Linked DNA regions of Mus musculus: regions 2 and 3 are each linked to region 1. Evidence: chromatin contacts called from public promoter capture Hi-C data. All regions are on one chromosome and are shown on one strand. Each heading gives the region's core, a stretch centred on a gene start, on an enhancer-like site or on the middle of the called end of the contact. The rest is flanking DNA. Distances are from core to core; before and after follow the strand shown. Region 1 has its middle 33 kb from the start of Gm31869. Region 2 holds the start of Rabgap1l (RAB GTPase activating protein 1-like). Region 3 holds the start of Rc3h1 (RING CCCH (C3H) domains 1).

The links. Promoter capture Hi-C pulls out the DNA fragments that hold promoters and counts their contacts.
Region 2: a promoter capture Hi-C map of pre-B cells shows a contact between it and region 1, with 6 times the contacts expected there. The contact joins the promoter of Rabgap1l here to the enhancer-like site in region 1. A contact is called at or near these places in 3 of 39 promoter capture datasets (the 3T3-L1 cell line, the HPC-7 cell line and pre-B cells) and 2 of 115 datasets of contacts at active chromatin or transcription factors (embryonic forebrain and pro-B cells).
Region 3: a promoter capture Hi-C map of pre-B cells shows a contact between it and region 1, with 5 times the contacts expected there. The contact joins the promoter of Rc3h1 here to the enhancer-like site in region 1. A contact is called at or near these places in 2 of 39 promoter capture datasets (cranial neural crest and pre-B cells) and 1 of 115 datasets of contacts at active chromatin or transcription factors (embryonic midbrain).

What each region holds. Positions count from the first base shown.
Region 1 is chr1:161,732,954-161,736,525 of GRCm38.p6, reverse strand. No RefSeq gene overlaps it. Among named protein-coding and RNA genes, the nearest start is that of Gm31869, 33 kb to the left of the region's middle. Within about 2 kb of position 1,770, at least 158 of the 459 cell types and tissues checked have an H3K27ac peak or open chromatin away from gene starts, as enhancers often do. A contact at or near this core is called in the HPC-7 cell line, pre-B cells and pro-B cells, where this site is marked.
Region 2 is chr1:160,791,209-160,794,780 of GRCm38.p6, reverse strand. Rabgap1l (RAB GTPase activating protein 1-like) reads left to right here and starts at 1,843. Exons shown (of 21, transcript NM_013862.5): 1 at 1,843-2,045. Gm37083 (a long non-coding RNA gene) reads right to left here and starts at 2,886. Exons shown (of 3, transcript XR_003948752.1): 1 at 2,468-2,886.
Region 3 is chr1:160,904,486-160,908,057 of GRCm38.p6, reverse strand. Rc3h1 (RING CCCH (C3H) domains 1) reads right to left here and starts at 1,647. Exons shown (of 20, transcript NM_001024952.2): 1 at 1,359-1,647.

The sequences.
Region 1 (3,572 bases), core at 521-3,020:
GTGCATTTGAAACTTGGAGAAGTCAGTTCTATCTTCCTACCATGAGGGTTTGAGGAATCAGATAGGTTATCTGGCTTGGCGCCAAGTGCCTTTACCCACAGAGCCAAGAGCCACCTCACTGGCCCCCATGTTTCTTTGACACTGTACTCTTGCTCTTTTCTTCCTAGATAGAGTCTTGAGATGAAGCGTAAGCTTGCTCACAATCCTTTGGGCTCAGCCTCCTGAGGGTTGGGATTATAGTTGTCTACCACCAACCTGCCCTGGATTCACTTCTCAAAACCAACTCTAGACAGAATTACAGGGACAGAATGTGACTTCTGCTGCTCCGACCTCAGTGAGTTTGCTGTAGTTCTTCTAGAGGTCCAGACCTTTTCTTTTCTGATTTCCTCTGCGGTCTCTCTAGAGGTGCATGGGGAAGAGTTGGGCTCTCCTCTATCACCCGTCCTCCATCTGTAGTAACTACCTGGGCTAAGCAGACACAGGAGAGAGAAAAGAGGTGAGGGTTATCCTATAATCTTGCCACCAGGCTTCCTCTGGGGGTTCAGGGTGCTTATAGAGTGGTCTGGGATCTTCCATTTTGTCTTCCCCGTGTGCCAGCCTGAGGATGGCAGAAATTCAGGCTGCGGAAACTCTAGTTCTCAACCTGTGGGTCACGACCCCTTGGGGGGGGGTCACGGATACCCTACATATCAGGCATTTACATTACAATTCACAACAGTAGCAAAATTACATTTATGAAATAGCGACGAAATACACTCATGGCTGGGAGGTGGTCACCATAGTGTGAAGAACTGTGTAAAAGGGTCTCAGCATTAGGAAGATTGAGAACCACTGCTTGGTTGTAAGCCATCACCAGGTGGCAGCAGAAAACCGTGAAATCACAAGATTCGGATTTTGCCCCCTGAGTCGTGGACCGGAAGGGTTGAGGGAAGAGGGGTGGATAGTCAAGAGGAATCCGTTATCCTTCTTGTTAATGTCAATGATTCCTGCTACCTCACCAATGAAAGTGTCAGCCTGGGTTTGTTCTCCACACAACCATAGAATAAAATTATTAAAGCATCCTATTGGAATCCTGAAAGAACCCGATCCAGAGCAAAGTCCCACTCTTAATCTCGGCATACCAGCTAGCACAAACTAACTGAGTAACAGACATTTAGACCTGGGATGGATATTTGGGGAAGAAAATGACAAGAAAGAGGGAAGAGTCAATAAAACCAAAGCTGTGCTGCTTCCCGAAGGAGCCTTGGGCCATTGTCTCCTGTTTTCAGTAACAGAAGCCGGAGGCCCAGTCTACACTGGCTGCGGAAATCTGTTCTTGGCTCCCAGTCTCTTAGCAAAGCCCGTGAGTCCTCTGGAGGGCGAAGTGTGGAGAAGTCTGGATGAGGTTTTTTTTCGGCCCACTGACTCTTTTCCTTCCTGAGCAGCTGAAGAATTCTGATGTGGTTTTGTGGTTTTACAGTAAGCGTCCCGGCTCTTGTGGACACAGTGTGCTTTCAGTTTCTGAAAGTGAGTCAGATCGACTTTCCTCTTAGGAGTAAGAGTGACCCTTGCTCAAAAGGGCACTATGACTAGAAAGACGAAGCAGCTGAGGCCACCGGTGCCGGAGTGCTTGCGTTAGAGCAGTCGCTGGTTTCTGGGTCTTATGGGTAATTTTTTTTTTTTTTTTAAGGTGAACTGTTGAGATCTTTTTGCCCATCGTGAGTGACACTGTTGATGCGGTCTAGAAAAGGACTCAGAGTTTCATTTGATCAGCTAGTCATGACAAGGGCGTTTCCAAGTGGGTTAGTTGTTGTCATTATGCTTTTAAGTCTCTTGCCTATTAGAAAGCTCATGATACTGAGCCATTTGACCAGAACGGGTGACATCTTCGAGGCCCATTGAGTGTGAAGAGCCAGCCAGTAAACAGAAGGTTTCTTGGGGTCTAGCTTTCTTTCATGGTTCCCCTTCCAGTGATTTTTTTTTTTCATGAAAATACGTAGGTGGCACCTCCTCTGGCAGCTGCTATGCTTTCCTCAAGCATGTAAATGACACGTTGTGACGTATGTCGTCACCTTCATAGCCTCGATGAGCACTGTCAGTTCACTGTGGCATTTCTTCTTGTTGAGATTCTTCTCATTCTACGTTTCGGCCAGCGACTCCCACGGGTGACACAGGGATGCTGGGCACTCAAGAGGAAACCTATTTGCATGTCTGTTCTAGAATTTCAATTTAACATCGCTCCTTGGAGTCTGAGTCATGGCAGGACCACCTCGGGCAGACTGTGGTTCTTTCTTTAAGAGTTAAACCCACCTGATGCTGAGAAGGAGCAAGAGATCATACTCTCCATCAATCCAGCCCTGACGAATCTTTGCTGCCTATGCCTTGCAGAGTCTATGTTGGAAGGCAAGAGAGAAAGAGACAAAGAGCAGCCAGGTTGGGGGGTGGGGGAGAGGAGACAGTAATTAACCACTCAGCTATTCAAGACTTCTGCATTTTGTAAGGGTATAAAACTTGCTCCTACCTCACAAAGGAGAATTTCCCACTACTTTCAGGTACTTGGCCTGTCACTGGCAGTCCTTAGGAACTACACAGTAGCATATGCTGGAGCACACTAGGTTTAGCAGAGGGACATACGAAACCGCTGTGCCGTGCGAGATCCGGCAGGTGGTAGCTCCGTAAACCTCTTTCTATAAGGTGTCAAACTCACATTGTATAAGCACCCGGTGCGTGTTGTTTTAGGTGGGAGTCTTGGTGGGAGTCTTGATTACCAGGTGTGGCATGAAGTCTAGATTACAGGTATGGACTTGCTGGGGAGAGTCTAGAGTCACTGTGAGAAGTGACCAAATGGCTAGAAAATTCTAGAAAAATCTACTCACTGAAACTATGTCAAGCTGACGAGGAGCTGTTGGTAATGGGATGAAGCTCAAAAACCTTTCCTCAGAACAGTGCCTCATAGAGAGCAAAGTGCAGGGTTACAAAGGAGCCAGTTATATTGAAATACGGTTTTCAAAATATTCATGATTACACACACACACACACACACACACCCCATTAGCAATAACTGGTGGGTTGAATGTTGTGACTTCCGTGATGATGAGCATAAGTGGATCTTGATGAATATTATTTGCATTGCATTACTTGCAAGGATTACAAAAATATGGATGAGGGCTGGAGAGATAGCTCAGAGGTTAAGAAAACCTGAATTTGAGTCCTAGAAGACCACGTATAAATAAAGTCTTGGTTGTCGTAGCTCATGCTTGTAACTCCAGCTCTGGGGAGGTAGAGATAGGCAGACATCCGTGACTTGCTAGCTAGCCAGCTTAGCTTACATGGCAAGCTCCAAGCCAGGTTGAGTCTCAAAAATATGACCATACCCTGAGATCTGAGGTTGTCTTCTGGCTTTCAATGCATGTATGTGTGCACATGCATGCACACAAGAATGAATACGCTGTTTCTAACTCAGAAAAGTAAGCCCCAAGCTTACTGTATCACAACTCTGTTTATTCATACACATGTTTTTTTTCAGTGTTCAGGTACAGAAAACCAATGCTAAAGAGACCTGTGGAGTTCAAACTACTGAACATTTGACCATG
Region 2 (3,572 bases), core at 594-3,093, 940 kb after region 1:
TTCATGTCATTAAAACAATATCTGTGGGAGAGTCATATGATTCTTCCTTCCATAATATGTATTGAAAAATTCAGACTTGACTGCAAATAATAAAAATCTAAATTCATTTTAAAAATCCTAAGTAACTAAGAAAACATCTTGACTCAGGGAAATGACTAAATCTAGAGGATGACTTCTGGCTTATTTTGAACTCTTTCATAATGTGTCAGCTTCGCCTTCGGGTCAGCTTCCTTCACTGTAGAGGTGGTGGCTTCGTTAACTAAACCCACCCATCTCAGCAGCTAGTGTGAGGAAAAACTCCTTTTCATTCTCCTCCACACACAAGATGTGCCTGGCTGTGTTCAGTGTTTAATATTGTCAGTTTGACAGGATATAGGATTATCTGGGAGACAAGCGTCCAGGCGTGCCTGTGAGGGGTGATCTAGATTAGGTTAACTGAAGTGAGAAGTCCGGCTTTCACGTGAAGTCACACCCTTCTTAGGCCTGGCCTCCTGGTAAACAGGAGAAAGTGAGCTAAGTCCTAGCCTTCATTGTCCCCTTTGTCAAATAACTTCGCTTTGTTTAGAAGATACCTGAAGGCAAATGCTATGTATGGCCTTTTCGTGTGCTGATTTTCTCATAGAGCCTGGCTCAGTATCTACTTCTCGTATATTTACAATGAGACTCTGCAAACGTGGAAGTCAACAGATGATTTGTGTTAATTAGATCCTAACTTTATTAGGTATCAAACTTAAAGCATTGAGTCAGGTTCTGGTTAGGAGGTCTACTCAGGGTACAGAGCTTAACAAAAATACCTTCTGGGAAGGACCTAACACGGAGGGGAAACCCGAATGAGTTGGAACACTTTTGCTATGACACAGCATCTGTAGGCATTAACATTAAGAAAAAGGAGAAAAGAAACTTGGGTTTGAAGGTCCTTTGACAAATGTTACAGGGTAGCTTTTGGATCTGGGTGGACAATAATGACAGACCAATTGAAGTGTTATAAGAAAAGAGAACTTTCAACTCAAGAAGCTACTCTAGAGGTCCAATCTCTGGACACATTCAATTCAAACAGTAATATTTACTGAACGGATACTTTCTATAAGCCAGGTAGGATTCATCATGAAAGGCACAGAAATGGGTGAACAGGTCCCTCTAGAATCTCTAAAATATTTCACAGATTAAGGGTACACATATTTGTGCCATAAACCTGAGAAAAAAAGTTCTTATGAGATTCAAGGAATGTACAGGTCTTTTCTGGCTGCTTGATCTAGAAAGGAAAAAATTCACAGTTCAAAAATTAGTACAATATTTGTGGCAGAAAGTAAATACTTTAGTTTATCTGTCCTCCAAAATCTACTCTCTGAAAGGCTAAAAGGTGAGACCCGGGATGCCTTTACCGTTGGGTTAGCGCTTTCCTATGTAGTCTGAGTCTGGAAGAATCAATGAAGGGGGATGCCTCCAAGCACCTTCAAAGGACAAAGAGTCCCGGTGGAAAAGTTAGTCCTCCGAGGTGACTTACTGGCCTCACGGAATGGAAATATGTAAAACAGGTTTGTTAAGAAAGAATCTCCCCAAAAGGGACTTAGAACTCAGTCAGTGCTGGGGATGATTGCCAGGCACCAGCACGCGTGCTGGAGGAGGTCCTCGCGTGCCTCCGCTCTCCTAGCTCGCCCTCTGCCCTCTGCTCAGGTTTGTACTCCGCGCTTTCAGGGTTGGGGGGGCCAAGCCGAGTCAAGCGAGCCTGTGGACGCGCGCGCGCGCCGCCGACTTAGGCAGAGAAGGCACCTCCGCCCTCGGGAGCGCGCACGCCGCGCCGAGGGGCCGGGCGCGCGCGCTCCCGCCGACCGCCTCCTCCTCAGTCCGCCCCCTCCCTCGCCTCTTCCTGCCGTGCGGTCCTCTCCCCTCCCCAGCCCGCTCCCTCCGCCCCGTTCCCTCCGCCCTCCCTGGGCTTCGGCCGCGGCGGAGTGAACGGGACGGGCCCGGCCGCAGAGCTCTGGGCGGCGGGTGGGACTCGGGCGTCTGACAGAGTTGTTGTTCCGGCACGGCCGCGGAGACGTGAGGTGAGGTGAAAGCGGCCTTCGAGGGGGGCTCGAGGGCGGCCTGACGGCTGGGAGCCGCGCTCCGGGGGGTTTTGAGGTGGACCCGGCTGGTTCAGAGAGGGTCGGGGTGCGAGGCCCGGCCCGGGACCGGGATGCTGGAGCGGGGCGGAAGGCATCCGGCGGGCTCAGCACCGTCGGCCGCCTCCGGGACACCCGGGTTCTCCGTGTGGCTGGCTCGTCGCGGTGGGGCGGCCGGGCGGGAGGCGGGGTTGGCGCCCCTCACCTGGGGCCGGGTGGTGGCTTGGGCGGCCGCCGCCTCCAAGTGTGCCCTCCTGACATTGCCGCCGCCCCCGCCGGCGGTGGCCGGGATGTGGCTGCTGCTGGGCTCGCAGTCCCAGCAACCCCGAGTCCGGGGGGGCGTGTGGACAGGTTTATTTTCTTACCCACTTGAAAGCGTCGGTTGGATCCCGTGTCCTTCCCTCGCTCTTCCCTTTCCTCCGCCCCGCGCACTTTGCTCCGTTCCTGCTGGCGATGCTTGTGGTTTTGCTGTCTGGGATAGGCTGTTTTTTGGGCAGATCTCTACCTGCCAGGAATGCCCCGCTTCAAAGTTGACCGCGTGGGCCCCGACAGACACTCATCCACACCCACGCGCATGTTGTCCTCCGTGTCCTGATAACTGAGTCAAAGTTTCTGAGACCGAGCTGGTACTTTGCTCGGATCGCCAACGGTGCAGGGCTGGGCAGTGCGTCAGCATGTGGAAAGGGGCCACTGGCCATTGGGGAGGTGGCCAGGAGCAAGGAAGGCTGAACTGAGAAGTTCATTTGTGGTCTCAAGACAGTTTCGTTCAGGTGCTTATATATTCTTTTTGGACTTCTCAGAGTTGGTTATATCAGAAAAAGACTCGAATTTAGGCGATCGTTTTTTCAGAACCGATGGTATGCAAATTAAATGAACCGCTAACCTTTAATGGTAAGGGCTTGCTTGACCTGCTTAGTGCTGTTTGGAAACAGATGTCAAAGCATGCATTTTTTTTTCCAATGGACAGTTTAGATGATTTTAATGCATCTAAATTTTCTTGTGTATGAGAAGAGGTAGATAGTTGACTGTCACAATTCAGAGAACACAATTTCCTGAAAACCTTAAGACTTTTCTTGTAGTAGTGTTTACATTTGGCAGCCGCTGCACTTCTGTAGAATGTCCAGTAATCGTGATCAGGAGGTACAGACATGAAGTTTGTAGTCAAATTGGAAGTGGATTCTATTCGTGGAAAATACTAGTTTACAAGCTGCCTGGAAAGGGAAATTGGCCTGTGATTCATTGTCTTAGTTGTGTTCTCTATATGAAACTGACACTGAGGTTGAAAGGAGAAAGGCTAGATGAATTTAATATAGTATATGTTACTACAAAATGTACTTCTTGGGAAGCTAGCTAAGACTTTGAGTTAGATTGATGACCATATTAAATTAGTTCAAGATGTACTCTTAATATACTAAACCACCTGGGGAGAAATAGATGTGATTGTTCAGGGCTTATCTGTGAGCATGTTGG
Region 3 (3,572 bases), core at 398-2,897, 830 kb after region 1:
AAAATGTATGTGGTAAATGCCTAGAAAAATTACATTTAGGAGAAATAGCTAACTTTTAAGTATAAAGATATTATTGCAGTATAGCATACTAACATAAAATGAGGTGTCTCATCCTAAGCCTAGCCACTTAAAACAGAACCACAACTGGTTTTTGTTTTTTGAAAACTATCAGTAAAAGTTTCTATTGTCTGGCATTTTGTTGGCTGAATTAGTTTTTTGATACAAGTCTTGTCAAATCAGGATACTCTGCCTCAGCCTCCTGAGTGCTAGGATTCACAGGCAAGCATAACGGCAGGCTAAAAGTATTGGAAATCTTAGAAAGTAGGCTTTAAATATGAAATTTCAAACAGAGAAAAAAGAATCTTCTCCAAATTTTGGGACAAACTGGAAAAAAAATGATTAGAATATGAGACAGACACATGAACTCCTAAGGGAGACAGATGAACCACTTCTCTGTCCTAAGTGCTTCCAGCAGATACCAAAGAGGTTAATGATATCGCCTCTGCTGTACACAATTCAAAATGGCTAGTTAGAAAAGTTCCGCTCAAACCTTAACAATCTGTCTCCGTGCTGCCAATAAGTGGCTTTGTTTCCAGTTTCACGGACTATTCTGGGATGTCAAGAGTTACATTATTGCTGCTTCAAAAAGAGCCCTTGTTTCGGCTAGCTCCCTCGGACCTGGGATGTGAGTACCGTGGTGTTTACAGAGACCTGATGTTTAGAACCTTGTTAGGAAAGGTCCACCCCTTACTACTCCATCCTTTACCAACAACCACATTTTGTGTGTTTTTGTTGTTGTACACTTATAGTCTTTTTGAAAAAGGCACCTGCACATGGTTTCGTCTTGGCCAATAGGGTTTATCTCCAGGAACTCCTGGGAAACCGACACCCTAAAACCCACTTGGCCAAGGGAGGAAGGGGGCTGGGGAGGGAGCAGCCACGCCTGGCAGCTAGGCAGGAGCGGCGGCTGTTTACAGGCGCCTACTCCCTCCCCCACCGCACAGACAGGGGTCCAAACAACATTTCCTGCGAGCAAACTCACCGCCCGCCCGCTGTCCTCCGAGGGACCTCGGAACCAGTCAGCCTCGGACCCCCCCAACCCCCCGCTCCCGCCCCAGCCTCCCCAGCCTTCCCGGCGTCCAGGGCGGCGTCCGCACCGCCCCTCGGCCTACCTACCCCGGCAGGCCCTCCGGGAGGCACGCGGAGGCCTGAGGCCTAAAGGACGCCGGCCACTGACAAGCCCTGGGGCCGGTCCCGAGCGCAGGGCGGGTGAGGACAGCCCCATCCCCGCAGTCGCTGCCTATTGTTCTCGGCCGCGGCCGCCCCGCTCCCCACACTGCCGACCGCCACTTGCTCACCGCTCTGGTCCGAGCAGCAGCTCCTCTCAGCTCCGAGTCCCTGCGGCCGTCGCCACCGTCGCGGCAGCCGCCGCCGCCGCCGCTGCCACCATCGACTCTGACTCTGTCCCAGGCCGCCGGACCACGGCCGTAGCCGCCACCGCCAGCGCCGCCTCCAGCCCCCCACCTGCTGCTGCTGAGGCTGCTCCTGCAGCAGGGGCCATCTTGTTGGTCGGCCTCCCCTTCCTCCTCCGCGTCCTCCGCCGCCCGTCGCTCGTTGTCCTCGTCCCCTTCCTCTTCCTCAGACTCCGGCCCGCCCCGAGACTGGGGCGGAGATGAAGGCGAGGCTCCTCCTCATGGGGCGTGGCCAACGGGGCGGGGCGTGGCTAACGAGGTGGGGCGTGGTCGTCTGAGGGCGGGGCCGGGAGGAAAGCTCTGAGTCACCGGCCCCAACGCCCTGTCGGGAGCGGGCGACGCGCCCCGCCCGTGTCTCGAGCGCTGTCGCGCCCCGAGTGGAGAAACTTGTCCCACCTCCTCCCGGGCCACCCGCCTGGCCTGTGGCCACAGTGCCTTTGGTGCTGGCAGGCAAGAGGCCAGGCGGTTCCCGTAAGCTCACTCCTATGGAGTCTCGCGCTGCCTCTGAGCTTGTCACTTTCTGAGGTCTGGACTCTTCCTCGACTCTAGCATCTTTTTTCTTATATGCTACCTCTCCCCAGCCTCACTCGCGCTTGTGTGTGTGTGTGTGTGTGTGTGTGTGTGTGTGTGTGTGTGTGTGTGTGTGTCTGTGTGTGTGTGTCTGTGTGTGTGTCTGTGTGTGTGTGTCTGTGTCTGTGTGTGTGTGTATGATGGCGTTTCTCTTAAGCTCTGGACTCTTCCTCTTGTATCTGTTTTGCATCCCACCCCTTTCCAGTACCCTGTGTTGTGGGGTGTGTGTGCACACATCTTCGACATAATTCGGTTTAGCCAAATTCTGGAGAACCGAAAGAAACGGAATTCTAATACTATATAGTATTAAATTTATATTCTAATTTTCACATTAAAACTGTCCTCAAGTCAACACCATAAAATGCTCCCCGCTCTCCTTCTGCTTCCTGCTTTGTCTGTGAAAGCAGAGAATTTGTTGTTCTGTCCTTTCTTTTTTTTTTTTTTTTTTTTTTTTTGTTCTGTTTTTGAGACAGGGTCTCTCTATTATATACCCTTGGCTATCCTAGAAATTCTTCTGTAGACCAGGCTGGCTTTGAACTCACAAGAGTTCCATCTGTCTCTGTCTTCCAAGTGAAGGAATTAAAGGCATGGGCCCCATGCCCAGACTGTCCTTTCTTCACTGTAAACTCACCAACATCGATTTAAAACAAACAAACAAATTACTTCCACATCTCACAAGAAACAATTACTGGGTGGCTGTTGGGCTTGTTTGGGCTTTGTTTTGGTTTCTTTTTTTTCCCCGTGGGTGTTTGATTGTTTGTTTGTTGTTGTTTTGGTTTGGCTGGGTTTGTTTTATTCCCGGAACAGAAAATCCTGGAGCCTGGACTGACCTGGAAGTTCTGAACCTCTGCTCCCTGAGAGCTCAGATTATAGGTATGGCCACCTAGCCATACCTGGCCAGGCTTTGGTTCTTGAGACAGGCTCTTGCTTTGAGACCAGGGTGGCCTGGAGCACGTTCACGGGCTCGTCTCTCACCTCATTTTTAATTTTTTTATTTTCTTGGTTTCTCTGTGTAGCTCTGGCTGTCCTGGAATTCACTCTGTAGGCCAGGCTGGTCTTGAACTCAGATTTATCTGCCTGCCTCAGCCTTCCAAGTGCTGGGATTAAAGGCCTGTGTCACCACTGCCTGCCCTGCAAATCCTTCTGCCTCTTAACTTTAGGCTTATAGGTGTAAGACAGCATATCCAGCTCACACAGCTGAAATATCACACATTTTCCTGAACTTGGAAGAGGTTTTTTTGTAGTGATTATAACTTCATGGTGGTGAGATTTCAGCTTATTTTTAGACTTATTCATGCCTTTATTGATTGTGTTTGCTGCTTTGGAGTGAGCTAAATCTGTAATCTCTTAAACTACTAAATACAGCTGTCCCCACTTATCTGAAATTTCTATGATTTGAGTTAGCTCTGGACAACTGTAAACCAAAAATATTCAGTGAAAAATTCCAGAAATAATTCATGAGTTTTCAATGAATTTTTATAATATGTTGTTATAATTGTTCTATTTATCACTAGTTGTTAACTATGCCTA